Regions from separate parts of the Zea mays genome. Here region 1 is linked to region 2. Evidence: chromatin contacts called from public Hi-C data. All regions are on one chromosome and are shown on one strand. Each heading gives the region's core, a stretch centred on a gene start, on an enhancer-like site or on the middle of the called end of the contact. The rest is flanking DNA. Distances are from core to core; before and after follow the strand shown.

The links. Hi-C and Micro-C count contacts between places; a contact is called where the count stands out from the background.
Region 1: a Hi-C map of root tip shows a contact between it and region 2, with 5 times the contacts expected there. The contact joins the promoter of LOC100274870 here to the promoter of LOC100274043 in region 2. A contact is called at or near these places in 3 of 25 Hi-C or Micro-C datasets (ear, leaf and root tip).

Annotation. Positions count from the first base shown.
Region 1 is chr10:116,198,679-116,202,092 of Zm-B73-REFERENCE-NAM-5.0, forward strand. LOC100274870 reads left to right here and starts at 2,131. Exons shown (of 2, transcript NM_001365937.1): 1 at 2,131-2,227.
Region 2 is chr10:115,803,795-115,806,946 of Zm-B73-REFERENCE-NAM-5.0, forward strand. LOC100274043 (UPF0496 protein) reads left to right here and starts at 1,498. Exons shown (of 1, transcript NM_001148424.1): 1 at 1,498-3,069. The coding sequence starts at 1,562. The coding sequence ends at 2,821.

The DNA of each region.
Region 1 (3,414 bases), core at 881-3,380, 400 kb after region 2:
TGTGAAAATGGGTTGAAATTGAGGTTTCAGCCCAAGTAAGAGTTGGTCTTTTTCTAGCTTTCTATTTTCTTTCTTTTTCATCTTCCAAGTTCATATTTCTAATTTGGTTTGAAATTTGCACACACAATTTGAAATGCTGGAGCAAATAAAACTCCAGCATGAGATGCAAGGTTAATTTTATTTAATTATTTATCATTCTATTCATTTAGATAAATGATTCTAAACACATAATTCATATATGAACATTTACCTAATTTAAAGAAGGGAGAATCTTTCTATGTTATTTCGAAATCAAATTCTAGTTTTCATTTTTTAGAGACTGTTCTAAATATATTATTCAACAAATGAATGGTTTCACTCACATAAGGACCTTTTTATTTAACTTTACAATTCATTTTAATTGATTTATAAAAGAAAATACTTAAAACTATAATTTGTGATTCAAAACTACTAAAATTTTACCTAATTAAACTAGGTCCTGATGAATTTTGTTGGTTCGAAAATTAGGATGTTACACTATACGTGAAGTGGCAATAGAAGGGATGCATATGACTAGCAGACTCGGGCTGGATATCGAGTCGGCTCGATTTGGCTCGACCGAGTTTGAGCTGGCTCGACTCGACTCATTAAGCTAACGAGCCACAGAGTTAGCTCGAGGTGGCTTGTTTAGCTCGCGAGCTAAAGAATATATATATATCATAATTAATTTCTAGTTAGCTTTAAACCAATTTAACAACAGAAAATAGTTTAACATACCACAGCAATATCATCATATCAACACGAGTCATCACGCATTAGTTCATCATAAATTCATAATTTTTACACATGTTCATTAGTTTAACCTATATTCATAGTCGAACATACCAATTTAACATATAGACATAGTTTATTAATCATCAATTTAACACATAGACCATAAACGCTATATATACATATAACATATTCACAAATTTATACGTAAATAATATCCATATAAATTCATTTTAATGAAATATTATAATTTGTTGAAGTCGCTAGCTGGCTCGTTAACAAATCAAACTAGAATGTCAGCTCAACTCATAAAAAATTAAGGGTGTGTTTGGTTGCCTGCATATGGTTTGGCCAGACTCAAGAGATACAACTTTCTTCTGTTTGGTTGCCTGATCAGCCTCTTCAGCCTGGCTCGTGGGATGCAAAGATTCCTCTTGGGCCTGGCTCCCGAGATACGTAGGAATTGGCCATTTCTCCAGAGTCAGGCTCTGCCGGTGCAACCATTAGTCTTTCCTAATGACAGATTAACGTATAATTAGTGTCTATTAAATAATTTTAATTTATTTAAAAGTGGATTAAGGCTTTGTATGACATATTATGACTATTGCAACATGATCACATGAAAATATAATAAAACTTTATAGCTTTTAAGCTCATGCATCAAGCATTTATGCAAGCAACCAAACATCATCTCGCATAGGCCATGCTAAGCTCATACAGGCAACCAAACATAGGGATATTGCATGCTCTCGGCCAGACTATCAAGAGCCAGGTTCCCTAGATACGAGCCAGGCCCACCCATCCAGACAACCAAACAGGCCATAAATGAACCGATCGAGCCGAGCCGACCCAAGCGGAGACGGTCTGGAAACGAGCGAGCCATGAGACAGACTATTTCGTCCGGCTCTACATATTCTATATATTAACCGTGGGAGCAAGGAAGAACAACCAGACCATCCACGTCACTATATATTTTTCAGCCGTCGGATCGAGCAACAACGGTCCTCGAATCCTTCCGCCCTCTCCGTGGCGCTCTCCGTGTCTGGACGCTTCCAGGAGCTACGTAGACCTCCCACGGTCCCACCTCTCCATTCATCGCTTCCGTGAAGCTCGAGCCCCATCGACCCCCGACTAACCGGCGCTTGGGCGTAGCAGTTCCGACCGCTCCCCCCGTGGGCCGCCGTCGCCCCACCGTCTCCATGTCAGTTTTCAGCGCTATCCACCATGCCCTCCTTCGCCCGTCAGCTCGCTGAGCAGACCTCCCAGATAAGCAAGCCCTGCCGCCGTCCCCGGAAGCCGTTGCTGCATCGCCCTCGGCAAAGGATGTGCCGCTCCTACCCGACGCGGGAATGCGGCACTGGGCCGCGTGCGGGCGGTTTGCGCAGTGCAGCGGGTCCTTCCGCGGTGAAGTCGACCGGGCCACCGCCGAGGCCTTCCTCCTCACGAGGCTCCCAGTGATCCTCCTCCGCTACCTCGGGTACGCATTCAACTCCGCTTCTCTGACTGCCAATTGTACTTTGCTTTGTTGTGCCATCCATACCCCTTTAGGAGTCAAGATATTGCCGAGGAAAGAGTGTCAGCTGCACTCTAGAAAACACAGGTACAAATATTCACAATCAGAAAAAACAGAGAAGTCATAAATAATGTTTTCTCAAACCGAAACTTAGTACCACTGATAAATTTAGTACTGATACATAATTATAATTGTTCGTAATAGTCTTCCAGGTTATCAAAGTAGAGACATGCATGTAACTACATAGAGTTCAAGCCAGAAACAGACATAAAAATGGCACCATGGAATGCGTCAAATTGGAATACAGTATCAGTAACTTTGACACTTCATGTGGTGCCTCTTCAAATGTCCTGTACACTCAACCTAGCATCAATGAACACTATCATTAATTATCACAAAAGTAAATATAGGAACTGTCGAACTGCAAATACTAATGTTAATAGAAAATAATACACTGCACACAATATCATAGCCAGCATCAGACTACCAAACCGAGAGAATCAAATTTGCTTACTAATAGGCTAGAGTGTTTCTCAACCAAGATCGTTGTATAGAATATCACATAAGATTGCTTACTAATACTCTCTGTACAGTTTGATTATTGTTAATATAGTTCAAGGCATATGTGAACAGGCATCACACAATATAAACCTATAATTTATGACTTCATCTATCCCATTGAAGTATTAATAAAGCCATATGTCCCATCATATTTTGCTATTTTAATGATGCAGGGTTGCAGAAACTATTAATGACGCAGTTGAATTTGTTCATCAGAATTTCATAGAAATGAATAAACTCTAGGTCCGAATGTAGCATCTGGTATGTCGCAGGCTTGAAACATAAGTTAGAATCTGCCTTTGTTCCTTAATTCTTTACCATGCCACGTGAATGAGACTGTGATTAAATCCATTCTCAGGTTCGCCATCCTATATGATACTGAAAGCAATATTGGAATTGCGTGATCCGGTAACTCAGCGTCATCTGGATAATCTACTCAAATGTATTTCTTAAGTCATGCAAATTGGAATTGTTTTTTTAATCTTCTTATATGTAGGTAATAACCTTCATCTCCTAAGTCAAATTGAAGGCGTTGACCTTGATACATACAAAGAAATTGTTTTTCTTAAGTAAGATGATTATGATAAATT
Region 2 (3,152 bases), core at 248-2,747:
TTTCTAATGGCATACGTTCAATCCCAGTGCAATATAAAAATCAATTAATAAATATGTTAGTTTGTGTATTGTTTAAACATTGTAGATATATAGGACCGAGTTTAGAGAGCATTACTAAAGATGAAGAAGATATATATGACGAAATCTTTTGGAGGGTAGTGTAAAGGACATAAAATATTTTTCTTTAGAGATATAAAATTTATAGGACGTTGTTGAAGAGAGTCTAAAGCCCCGTTTGAAACCTATAGAACTAATAGTTAGCTATTAAAAGATAGTTGTTAGGTTCAAACACCATCACTTAATATTGCAACTAATTGTTAGTTATCTCATATCTAACCATTAATTCATTAGCTGACTCAAGCTAACTAATAATTTATTAGTTGATTAATTATTAGATGATTAACTATTCGTCAAGATACGTGTGTTAATTTTTTTTTACATTTTGACTTCTTATCGAGGATAGAGATGGCAATGGGTACCCGCGACCCGATACCCGATGGGTATTTACTCCATTAGGGTATGTATGTGGGCTAAATATTCTACCCGTGGGTCTGTTATTGGGCAAAAATCTTCACCCAATGGGTAAACGGGTATTAGAACGTTCTGCCTTCACCCATACCCGCTAACCCGTGGGTATAAAATACCCAATATAAACTTATCCGAATCATGAACTTGGACTTTAGTCATCCAACTTTTTTACGATTTAACAACAATTTAATGACCATGTAATGGAACATGTAATGTGCTATGTAGTACTATCATAGTGTTACTACTTTATCCAATTATCTTTGGTGTGTTGAATGGATGGTTAAATGATGCTAGAAAATTTTGTAATGGTATTTATATGGATATACTTGACATTTGTATAGTATAATATTTTGATAGTTGTTTAATTTTTGTGGGTATGGGTGACCCGATAGGTGACCCATACCCACATGGGTATGGGTATGGGGGTAAATCCATACCCGCCAGTGTATATGGGTAACCCGGTGGGGTTATTTTTGTGTTGTGGGTATAGGTATGGGGTACTAATACCCGGTGGGTATTTACCCATTGCCATCTCTAATCGAGGACACGCATTCTACGCGCCCGCGACAATCGGAGAGCAATGCTGCGTGCTGCGAGCCCGCCTCGTAACGACCTTCGCGGCACGATAACTGCACGATGTCAACCGACGGGGCGTGCGAACCGTCGGATCCGTCCACCCGGAGCGACCTGAGTCGTCGTCCGATGGGTCAACCCCCCAAAAGTGAAAAAAAATTTGGTGCAGCACTGCTGCAAACCAGAGTGGTTTGCAGCCTCTCACAAAAAGGTGGATGGACCCTACCTGCAGATCCACCAGATAACATTTTTGTTGCTACGGGTGGGGTCTATCCTCTTTTTTGTGAGGAGCTGCAAACACTTTAGTTTGCAGCAGTGCTGCACCAAATTTTTTTCCCTACCCCGTTTGGCTTACGGTGCACACCATCCCGCAGCGCACACACGTAGACTTTGCTTCCACGCCTAGCAGTAGTCGCCTACAGCTACAGCTTGAGGCAGCTGCCCATCGGCCGCAGAAGGGATGGCTGGACGAGAGATGCGGCTATTGGAGCGGCGACGTGCGGGCGATGATGGAGGAGAAATGCCGAGCTGTTCGAGCACTGACGGAAACACCAGCAGCGCTAATGCGAGCACGAGCTCGAGCACCACTGCTAGCAGCGGCGTGCGGCGGAGCGGTGGCGCAGCGGAGGGGCGGGAGACCAGCTCCAGGTCGGCGGGCACCATCAATCTAAGTCAGGAGTACAGGCTCGCGATCCACACCCCGTCCTACCAAGAGATCTGGGATAAGATCCACATAGACGGGGACGGGGACGAACAACGGGAAGGGGGCTTCGGCGGCAACGGTGAAGATGAGGAAGGAGAAGAGGGGGAGGACAGGGTCACCCTGGCCGGCGTGCTCCGTCCGGAGGACGAGGTGGTGGACCGCGCTCTTGCAGACGCGCCCGATACGGAGCTCACCCGCCTCGTCAAGAACTACTTCAGCAGCACGAACCAAGCGTCGGTGCTCTGCCTCTCACTCCGTCGGGCGCTCCGCCGGGCGCGGTCGCTGTACGGGCCCATCACGGACCTCCTCGCGCTCATCCCGCAGTCGCCGCAGCTCGCCACGCCACACTGCGACTGTGCGTTCGACGCCTTCCTCCTGTTCGACCAAATGCCCAATCCGTTCCCGGCGCCCGCGGCCGGGTTCCAGTGCATGCAACGAAGTTTCTCTGGGCTCAAGAACCACCTCGATCTTCGTCTCCTCAGTGTCCGGCGCAGGCGCCGTTGGCTCCGCTGTGCCAAGCGCGGATCAGGTATCTGCCTTATTGCCTGCGCCACCGGCGCTGCCGTCGCAGGCCTCGTGGTTGCGACACACGCCATTACCGCGCTGCTGGCGATGGCCCCTGCTTGTGCTGCATCCAATTCTTGCTGCTGTCCACTGGCTGCTTCGATGAAACGCCTGCAGAGGCACATGGACCGGCTCGACGCGACTGCTAGGGGCACCTACGTCTTGAATAATGATGTCGCTACAATTGAACGGCTGGTGGGTAGGCTCCATGCCACTGTGGAGAGCGACAAGATGCTTGTCCGCCTTGGGCTGGAGCGCGGGAGGGGGCAACACCACACCATAGAAGAGGTGGTAAGGCAGCTCAGGAAGAACCACCCCAGCCTGCAACGGCAGCTTGCTGACCTTGCCGAGCACATTTGCCTCTACTTTGCTGCTGTCAACCGTGCCAGGTTACTCCTTGTGCACCACCTGAATGCGCAATCTGATGCTGAAAGTGAGTCTCCATTGTCATGACCTCATTAGCCCCAAACAATCTGACACTGGGTGCCATGATCATGAGTTTCAGTTAAAACAATTAGCTGTATCTTGAAATTCTTGTCTCGAGACCTCATCTATCGTGCCAAGTGATGCACAAATTTCTTGCTTTAATAGTTTAGACATTTTTATAGTTCAATATATTTGATCTTCTGTACTTTCAGAATTATTACTGTAGCGATGTAACAATGCTATGTTTCTGAATAAACACGAAGTCTTAACATTTTAAGAACTGAATATTTGGACAATTGCTTCCATATGTTATCATGGCAGTTAAGTTGCAACTTGCAAGCAATGTGTTGCTTCTGCT